2 separate regions of the Mus musculus genome follow, and region 2 is linked to region 1. The links are chromatin contacts, called in public Hi-C maps. All regions are on one chromosome and are shown on one strand. Each heading gives the region's core, a stretch centred on a gene start, on an enhancer-like site or on the middle of the called end of the contact. The rest is flanking DNA. Distances are from core to core; before and after follow the strand shown. Region 1 overlaps Wnt5b (wingless-type MMTV integration site family, member 5B). Region 2 overlaps Ninj2 (ninjurin 2).

Evidence for each region. Hi-C and Micro-C count contacts between places; a contact is called where the count stands out from the background.
Region 2: a contact with region 1 is called in a Hi-C map of CD8 T cells, with 5 times the contacts expected there. The contact joins two enhancer-like sites. A contact is called at or near these places in 4 of 15 datasets of contacts at CTCF or cohesin (embryonic stem cells, pro-B cells and stem cell-derived epiblast-like cells), 108 of 484 Hi-C or Micro-C datasets (the 63-12 cell line, the AML12 cell line, the AtT-20 cell line and 52 more), 21 of 115 datasets of contacts at active chromatin or transcription factors (the HPC-7 cell line, the NIH/3T3 cell line, T-cell acute lymphoblastic leukemia and 14 more) and 4 of 9 other capture datasets (embryonic stem cells, embryonic tail, liver and 1 more).

Annotation. Positions count from the first base shown.
Region 1 is chr6:119,498,910-119,503,885 of GRCm38.p6, reverse strand. The region is part of intron 1 of Wnt5b (wingless-type MMTV integration site family, member 5B); the gene reads left to right. Among named protein-coding and RNA genes, the nearest start is that of Gm30690, 17 kb to the left of the region's middle. Within about 2 kb of position 1,670, at least 48 of the 459 cell types and tissues checked have an H3K27ac peak or open chromatin away from gene starts, as enhancers often do. A contact at or near this core is called in CD8 T cells, T-cell acute lymphoblastic leukemia, Th1 cells and 3 more, where this site is marked.
Region 2 is chr6:120,197,185-120,201,795 of GRCm38.p6, reverse strand. Ninj2 (ninjurin 2) reads right to left here. Exons shown (of 4, transcript NM_016718.2): 2 at 3,662-3,893; 3 at 2,969-3,153; 4 at 1,458-1,783. The coding sequence ends at 2,987. It overlaps B4galnt3 (beta-1,4-N-acetyl-galactosaminyl transferase 3), which reads left to right. Exons shown (of 20, transcript NM_198884.2): 20 at 1-1,043. Among named protein-coding and RNA genes, the nearest start is that of Gm25327, 56 kb to the right of the region's middle. Within about 2 kb of position 2,040, at least 60 of the 459 cell types and tissues checked have an H3K27ac peak or open chromatin away from gene starts, as enhancers often do. A contact at or near this core is called in CD8 T cells, T-cell acute lymphoblastic leukemia, Th1 cells and 3 more, where this site is marked.

The DNA.
Region 1 (4,976 bases), core at 421-2,920:
ATTTCCTTATAGCTAAGTATGGTGACGTATATATGTAATCCCAGAGCTGAGCACTCAGAGACAAGAGGATCATCTCAAGTTTGGGGCCGGGTTGGTTTACATAGCCAATTCCAGGTCAGTTAGGGCTACAATAGAGACCCTGCATCCAAAAAAGAGATTCCCTTGGTGGACTGAGAGATAGCTCAGTCGATAAAGTATTTGCCACACAAGCAGGCAGCTCTGAGGGTGAGTTTCCAGAACCCACTTAGAAGCAGGACAGGGTTATAACTCCAGTGCCAGTGTGTAGGGCCCCAGGCAGGGAAGAGCTATAGATCCTGGGCCAGCCATTTTGGCCAGCCAGTGAGTTCCAATTTCACTGGAAGACCCCATTAGATAACTAATATGGAAATGTTAATAAGATGCCGATGTTGACCTCTGGCCTCCCCATGCAGGATTCCCTTGGCAGGGACACAGAAATTACCAGAGTCTTTTGAGACCATGCTGAGATTTTAATAGATTTCCAGTAAGGTTTCTGCTGCAAGATGGTGCCTGATGTGTTTTCAGTCTCCGTTAAAAGTTCTGTCTCCTCATGGGAAACTCAGTAGAGTCCTATGCTCTGGGGATCCCAGATTGTCACCCACGTCCTTTGAGTCCTTCCAGAAGTCACCTCTGTGGGAACTAGCCTAATCCCATGAGCCTGGCTTTAATCACTCCATAAGGTAGATCCTTCCCGACCCAAACATCCAAAGATCACGCCACCTCTAACAGGTATCTTAGTTGCTCTCTCACATTAGGGATCACGTTTCGGTACGATTTTTTTTTTTTAGAGACAAATTAATTTCAGACCATAGCATCCCTTGTAAAGTCATCCACTATAATCAAAATACAGGACATTGCTCCACCCTAAAATCTTCCTTTTGTCCCTTTGCAATCTGATTCGGGTTTTGTTCATGCAAATAACGAGCCTGTCTAAATACAGGAATTTTGTGTTTATTTCGTATTTGTGTGTGGTATGTGTACATAGATGCACATGGGTGTGGAGGCCGGGGTTAAACAGTAGGTTCCCTTCCATGATTTCTCTCCACCTTTGTTTTTGGGCTCTTTAAGTGAAATTTTAGGGTTCCCCCTGCCTTGTCTTCGACTATCTGGGCCCAGCTTTTTTTTTTTTTTTTTTTTTTTTCCTTTTATGTGGGTCTGGGGCTCTTACACTTACATGGCAGGTATTTTACTGAGCATATCTCCAGATCCACAGGAATGTTTTAACCAAATCAAAACACTGTTTATTACATAATAGGCCTTTTGAATTCCCAAGTGAGCCTCAGTTGACTTTAGCACATAGCCCTCAGGGTACACCCCAAAGTCCTCTCACTGGGCCACCAAGCAGAGTCCTGCCTCGTTTTTGAAAGCATGCCAAGGGACCCCGACTGGCAAACATCCAGCAGAGGCTAGAAAGTAGCCTCTAAGTAAAGACTCTGCACCTGCACTACAGATTCAGTTGTAACTTGTCACCAAGAAGTCACCAGAGAACTGTGACCAAGAAGATGATAGAGCCGTGTCAGTACCTTAGCAAAACACCCTCGTGGAAATCGGGTCGAAATTAGAAAGGGTAAGATATGTCTTACGTGTGATAGCAGGGAGGGCATGAGAGGCTGAGCAGAGAGCTTGCAGCCTCTCAGCATGAAGCAAGCAGTGAGGCAGCCGAGGCATTGCTGGAAACCGGAAGTGACTGAAAGGGAACAGTCTCGCGCTTCTTTCAAAATCTAGTGCTGTGTGAATAAACTAGACCTAGTTTACTTTACATGTGACCCAACATCATAGTGTTTCTGAGAAAACATAAGGTCTGGGGACAGGGAGATCCTCAGCAGGTCAAGGCCTTTGCGGCTGAACCTGATGACTTGAATTTGATCCCTGAGCCCCACATACTGGAAGAAGAGAATTAGAACCACGGGTGTCTTCTGACCTCCTCACATATGCAGTGGTACCCACTCCTGCGCACATACAAACACACAAGATGAATGTTTTTTTTTAAAAGAAGACATAGGCTGGGCAGTGATGGCACACACCTTTAACCCAGCATTCATGGGGCAGAGGCAGGTGGATCTCCGTGAGTCTGGTCTACAGAGTGAGTTCCAGGACAGCCAGGAATACACAGAGAAACCCTGTCTCAAAAAAGAATGAAAGAAGGGAGGGAGAGAGGGAGGTAGGGAAGAAGGGAGGGAGAGAAGGAGAGAGAGAGGCAGGGAGGGAGGGAGGGACAGAGGGAGGGAGAGAGGGAGGTAGGGAAGAAGGGAGGGACAGAGGGAGGGAGAGAGGCAGGCAGGGAGGGAGGGAGGGAGGGAGGGAGGGAGGGAGGGAGGGACAGAGGGAGGGAGAGAGGGAGGTAGGGAAGAAGGGAGGGACAGAGGGAGGGAGAGAGGCAGGCAGGGAGGGAGGGAAGGAGGGAGGGAGGGAGGGAGGGAGGGAAGAAAAGGAGGGAGGGAAGAAGGGAGGGAGAGAGGCAGGGAGGAAGGGAGGAAGGGATTCTCTGACACCAGGACCAGAAGAGGATCCCGATTTGGGTTCCACTAGATCAGATACTTGTCTTATCAGAGCAGCCATCACGGCCCTGGGGGTGTGACTCAGTGGGTAACTGAATGTTGGCCCAGCACCCACATAAAGAAAAGTGGGTACACAGAGACTGAAGAAATGACCATCCAGAGACTGCCCCACCTGGGGATCCATACCATAAACAACCACCAAAACCAGACACTATTGTGGATGCCAGCAAGCGTTTGCTGACATGACCCCGATATAGCTGTCTCCTGAGAGGCTCTGCCAGTGCCTGACAAATACAGAAGTGGATGCTCACAGCCATCCATTGGATGGAGCACAGGGCCCCCAATGGAGGAGCTAGAGAAAGTACCCAAGGAGCTGAAGGGGTCTGCAACCCTATAGGTGGAACAACAATATGAACTAACCAATAACCCCAGAGCTCGTGTCTCTAGCTGCATATGTAGCAGAGAATGGCCTAGTCGGTCATCAATGGGAGGAGAGGCCCTTGGTCCTGTGAAGGTTCTATGCCCCAGTATAGGGGAATGCCAGGGCCAGGAAGAGGGAGTGGGTGGGTTGGTAAGCAGGGGGAAGGGGAAAAGGGTAGGGGGTTTTCGAAGGGGAAACTAGAAAAAGGGATAACATTTGAAATGTAAATAAAGAAAATATCTAATTTTAAAAAAGGAAAAAAAAGAAAGGTGCGTGCAGTAGCCTGCTCTGTCCCCCTGCACTGAAGACATGCAGGTAGATCCTGGGGGCTCGCCAGCTGGCCAGTCAGGATGAGACAGTGAGCTCTAGGTTTGGTGAGATAGCCCATCTCAAAATTAATTAAGTAGTTAATTAAAAATAATGTGGAGTTGGGTGTGATCACTGTGCCTTTAGTCTCAGCACTTTCAAGACAGAGGCAGGGGGATCTCTTGTGAGTTTGAGGCCAGCCTGTCTCAAACACAAAAAAATAATGTGGAGAGCAATTGAGGAAGACACCAGATGTCAACAGCTGGCCTGCACATGCGCCAGCACACACACACACACACACACACACACACACACACACACCAAAACAAAACACTGTCACACATCTAAGAATTACCCATAACTCTCTCTTCCTGCCAGGCTGCAAGCATAGGAAACGGGCACTAAGGTTTGTTCACTGCTGTCCCCTCCCAGCTCAGAGGTACACGTCTTAGATGGACACTGCATAACCACCCATGATGACTGGGCACCTTCTGCACAGAGACAGAAGCACAAAAACAGCGAGTAGCCTCATACACCGTCTGGGGCACAGGATGACCCAGTGGCACTTTTATGGAGTTCCTTTGGGCCAGCCCTCAGAGGCAAGTTCCCCAATCAGACAGGGAGGGAATAGTTTCCCAGCTAGACACAACACATGCGTGGAGGGACACAGAAGACTGAGTGGTTGATTGTGGCCTGGTGAAGACTGGGATTTAGGAGGCTACAGTCCCTGAGGACACTGGAGGCTTGGAGCCTCCATCGTGAGGGGCTAGACTTTGCCAACTACCTTTAGATCCAACTGCATTTTTAGGAAGAAACGTCTAGGGATAAGTGGGTGGTGAACACTGTTCTCCCCAAATGCATATCTGGCGAGTGTGGGTCACTCAAAGACCACACTGGCAAAGTGGTGGGTCAGATGAAAATCTGTGTCCAGTTAAAAGTTGGTGTCGTGGTAGGCACCTGAGGGGGTGGGGACAGAGGACACGGCCACCCAGTTTTGTAAAAAGCTGAAGGAGGTTTCAGGGCCTTTCTCATTGATCCAGGAGCTTCAGGGAATTTAAAAACAAAGCATACAGCCGCATGCTTTGAAGTCCTGCCTCTTGCCTGTGCCTGCGTGAACAATTGGATGTGAGCAGGAAGCTTTGGGGGTGTGGCCTTGCCAGTGCACTGTCAGCAGAAGCTGCCTTGCCCTGCCTGGAAACCCTGCCTAGGCTTCAGCCTGGTCTTGTATAAGTTATGTAATATAACCGTTCCAAGACAGTTCTCGCTGTGCTATGGAGAGGTGGTGTAGGAATGCATTGGAAAAGTTAGGGGATTTTCCTCCCTCCTCCTCCTCCTCCTCCTCCTCCTCCTCCTCCTCCTCCTCCTCTTCCTCCTTTTCTTCTTCTTCTTCTTCTTCTTCTTCTTCTTCTTCTTCTTCTTCTTCTTCTTCTTCTTCTTCTTCTTCTTCTTCTTTTCTTCTTCTTCTTCTTTTCTTCTTCTTCTTCTTTTCTCCTTCTCCTCCTCCTCCTCCTCCTCTTCCTCTTCCTCCTCCTCCTTCTTTGTCTTTTATGAACTCAACACTGTATTTCCAAAGTAATTTTGGCTAGCAGTGACTAAACAAGCTACTCCTAAGCTAGCTGGGAAAGATCTAAATGCGTCCTCAGCCATCTCCGGCACATGCATCCCTGCTTGCCTTTAAAAGTCTGAGCAAACACGTGTGGATGGGCTGGACTCTAAGAACAATATTTTTACAT
Region 2 (4,611 bases), core at 791-3,290, 700 kb before region 1:
AGTCTCAGCAGCCCAGGTTGTGGTCTCAACTAGAAAGTCCCCCACCCCCGTCCTAGTGAGGAAGACAAGCTAGAACCGTGCAGCTGTAATCCCAGCACTTGGGATGCTAACACAGAAACGTCAGGAGAGCATGTCAGCCTAGGCTAATAGATAAACATAAGAAAATCTTTTCTGTGTGAGTTGAAGATGCCCTACTAAGGCTTCGCAAGTGTGAGTTGGCCTCCCTAGTTATGTTTGACCTAGGCAAAAATTTTTCAAGAATTTATGTATATGGGTGTTTTGCCTGCGTGTCTGTGTGCCACCTGTGTGCCTAGTGCCCAGAGAGGCCAGAAGAGGGCATTAGATTCCCTGGAACTGGCGTTACAGGTGTTTGTAGGTCACCAGGTGGGTGCTGGGATTTGAACCCAGAACTTCTGGCAGAGCAGCCGGTGCTCTTAACTACTCGGCTGTCTCTCTACTTCTCCCCCCACCTCCCCTTTTTTCTTAAATGCTTTTAGCCATGTTTAGTGGTGCATGCCTTTCATCTCAGCACTCCAGAGGCAGAGGCAGGTGAAACTGTGGGTTTGGGGTTTGAATCTAGCTTGGTCTACATAGTGAGTTCCAGGCCAACCAGAATTACATGGTGTGACCCTGTCTCAAAAAAAGAAAAAGAAAAATGTAATCATTTAGAATGTATGTGGTGTATGTATGCCACAGTGCAGGGTGGTGTCAGAGGGCAGCTTTCAGTGATCCGTTCTCCTCCCTTCACATCATATGGGGTTCCTCCGGCTTGGCAGCAAGGGCTTTTGCTCACTAACCTTCCCACCAGTGAAAATCTGTATTTTTGTTGTTGTTAAGATGTATGTGTTTCAGAGCTGGAGAGATGGCTCAGTGGCTGAGATCAACAACTCTCCCAGGGAGCCCAGGCTCAATTCTCAGCACCCACCTGGTGACTCACAATTGTCTGTAACTCCAGTTCCAGGAGACCTGACACCTTCACACAGACATTCATGCAAGCAAAACACCAATGAACATAAGATGAAAATAAATTATTTTTAAAAAGATTAATGTGTTTCATGTACATTAATGCTCTGTCTGCATGTAACATATGCATGCCAGAAGAGGGCATTGGGTCCCATTATAGATGGTTGTGAACCACCATGTGGTTGCTGGGAGTTTAGCTCAGGACCTCTGGAAGAGCAGTCAGTGCTCTTAACTGCTGAGTCATCTCTCCGGCCCCAAACATTTGTATTATTAGAACACACCTAAGAGACACCAGACATCATTAGTGTGAAAAGTGGAGTATGTTTATAGTAGATTCTTTAAAAGGCTATGTGTGCATTCGTCAATCCAGAACTCAGTGACCTCTGTCACCATACAGACGACAATAAGCCTTTTTGAGGACGAAGATGATGAGGTATCCACGCACCAGCCTGATTTAGAACCCATTGGACTGAAGACAGCAAGACTAACTCGGTGAATTTTCAGATATCTTTATAGATAGATTCCATTTTGCAGAAAGGGAACATTGAGGCCTGGAGCACAGGAAAAGAAGGCAGTGCAGAGTGTGCAGGCTGTGCAGGAGCTGCCTTAACAGACCGAGTTACTGCTGCTGGAAGCAGCTCGGGCCTCCAGACCAAAGTGCAATTACGTCACCCAGGAAAGAGGCCCACTTTAATTCTGGTGCTGTGGACAAGAGGCAGGGGTTTCTTCGTAGCCCTTGAAGCTCTCCTGGAGGCTGTGGGAAATGCTAGTTATCCTGACAAGTCAGGGACAAAGGCTGAAGTGGCTCTAGACCCAGCTCCTGCAGGGAAAACAGACAAAAGGTAATGCAGGGGCGGGGCCAGATGAGGCTCCTCCTGGGCTGGATTTACACCCAGTCCGCATGCTGATGTAAGTAAAGAATGGAGTCATTCAGGCGCCCTGAAGTGCAGTTTCCAGGCTGCTCCTAGGGGGAGCATTATGGATGCTGTTGTTGGCTCATCTGCCATAGTAGGGGACCAAGCAATGCCTGACTACTGTGCTGTTAGGCAGCATCAAGTAGACACCACAGCCCCATCTTTTTCTTGCCAACAGGCCACAACAGACACTAACCACACAGGCCCTCCGTTCCATCCCAAGCTGGGGGTGGGGTCTGCCTAAAAACCAGCTGGGTGTGGCACACCTGTCATCTTTAGTTACACAGGAAGCTTAGGTCTAGCATGGGTTACAAGAAACACTGCCTGAAAGCAAACAGCAAAAGAAATGAAGGATAGTCACCCCTTCAGAGCAAAGGTCTCAGGGGCAGGTTTCACTAAGTCCCCCTCATGCTATGTGTACTGACTGTGGGAGGCTTGTCCCTATAACCCAGCCCTTATGGTGCACAGAGTGAGGAAGGCCGACTCCTGTATCCCTCATGATTTATTTGCCGTGGCAGGCCCATCCCTTCACACCAGAGCTTGTGGATGTACGGTGGGAAGCTCATGCCTGTAACACATCGCTCATGGTGCATGTCCTGTGTGAGGCCCGTGCTTTAAGCCAGCACTCTCTGAATACCCTGGTTGGAGCCTGAAACCAGCTTGCCAGCCCTCATGGTGTGTGTACTTGAGAGTTGGGGGAGGCATGCTTATAAACAAGCACCAACTGTGAAGATTCTGTTGGAGGCTGACATTTGTATACCAACAGTCAGTGTGCGTGTATAGGCTCGAACCTATAACCTAGCATTCAAGGTGCAGATACATCCATGACTCATGCATGCAATACAGCATCCATGGTACATGCATTGTGGGAGATTTACACATGTATCCCATCCCCCATGGTGTGTGTACTTTGGGAGGCCTGTCAGCTCTTCAAGGACTCCCTTGCCTATGGGACTATAGACCTTCCCCCTTGGTGTGTGTGTGGTGGTGGGAGGACGGAAAGAGAGCCCTCGTACTCTGACCTCCAGAGACCGAGAAAGTCATTGATGAGCCCTTGGATCTGAGGTCCTCTGGGCCTCTGCCTCATTCACCTGGGACCTAGGTAGTCATCAAATAGGATTGCTGGAGGTCCTGGCAGCCATGGAGGCTGCATGGTGTGCTCCGAAAGCAGTGATAAAAATGTTGATGACCACGGTTATGAAGACCAAGATGGTGGCAGCATTGTTGAGCTTATTTAAATGCCTCTGGTTCTCTACCTCATTCAGGTTCAGGATGGCTGTGGAGACAAGGAGATCAGGGTGAGTGGTGGTGGATGGTGGGTGGGTAAGGGTCAATCTAACAGGGCCAAAGCCTGGAGCTTCCCTCTCCCCACCCATGAATTTGGAGACAACCTGGCTTTGGAGACCGATCAGGAAGAAATGAAGTCACTGGACTGAAGTGTGTTTGAGTCTTCTAGCACATGAAACATCTACTGGATGATTCATAGAATGGACATTGGGATGCAAAAACGTCTACGAGGGAAGGTGTACTTCCAATACAATGGACACAAGAAATTGTCACTAGCTAGTAGGGTCAGTCATTTATCAGCTGCCGAGAAGTGCCCACCCATGGGATATGAGGAGATAGGACTGGGGGTGCCCTTAGTGTAGGATCTGTTACCTAGGCGTAGATGTGTAACCCCTCTGTTAGCAGGTGGCTGGGAAGTTTCACATATGATGCAGGGACCTTTCCTACCACCAGGGGGCGCCAAGGCAGAAAGCCTGACTCCAGGCTGGGCTCCTTACCGATGAACACAAGAAGGAGGCTAATGACCACTTGCAGGAGCAGAGAGACAATGATGAGGGTGACTAGGGTGGTGTAGTACTCCGCGAATGGCCCTTGCTGCAGCACTGATTTCAGCCGCATGGCATTGGACATAAAGAGCGCCACGTCTAGCATGCTCTCTGCCACACTCTTCTTGGTGGCATAAAAGTTCAGGTCTATGCGCTGGTTCCCTCCGCGCATGGAGTGCCTGTGCTATAAGAGAAGAGAATCTGGTAAAAGGGCTGGAAGGGACTGGGAAGAATACAGGGGTTTTAATACCCTCCCCAAAGGCGATGAAATGTCCTCTTGGGTGACAGTGACAGCCTCCCTGCTCAGCTAATGACCTGAAACCAATGAAAGGTTGGGAGGATGTGGAGGTGATAGTGGGTGTACTGTTGGTTGAATGGATTGGTGGATGGAACCTCTGTGGACCACTAAGCTCTGAACTAACTAATGCAACATGACAGAATCTGTTTCACTATTGCCGTACACCTTCACGTCATCAGATGAAGACAGACAACAGAAGGAGATCTGAGACCTGGCTGAAATGGAAAAAACACTTCCTCCAGCATGGCCAGCCCCACCTTAGCCAGTACCTGGGTCAGGAGTCCTAGAGCTTCCTTCCCACTCCCCCATATAAAGGACCATGGGCTATTAGAAAAACACGTCTACACAGCAATGCATAGCAGTTGAAAGGTCTTAACTTTAAAAATTGTTTGGGAAGACTAGAGATGTATCTCGGTGTATAGTGCTTCCCAGCATGCCCTGGGCTATAGTTTCGATTCCTGCCATTGCTGAAACAAATTAATATTTTAAATTATTTTAAAATAATTTGGTTTGTTTTTGTTTTCCAGGGCAGAGTTTCTCTGTATAGCCTTGGCTATCCTAGATCTCCCTTTGTAGATGAGGCTGGCCTTGAACTCAGAGATTC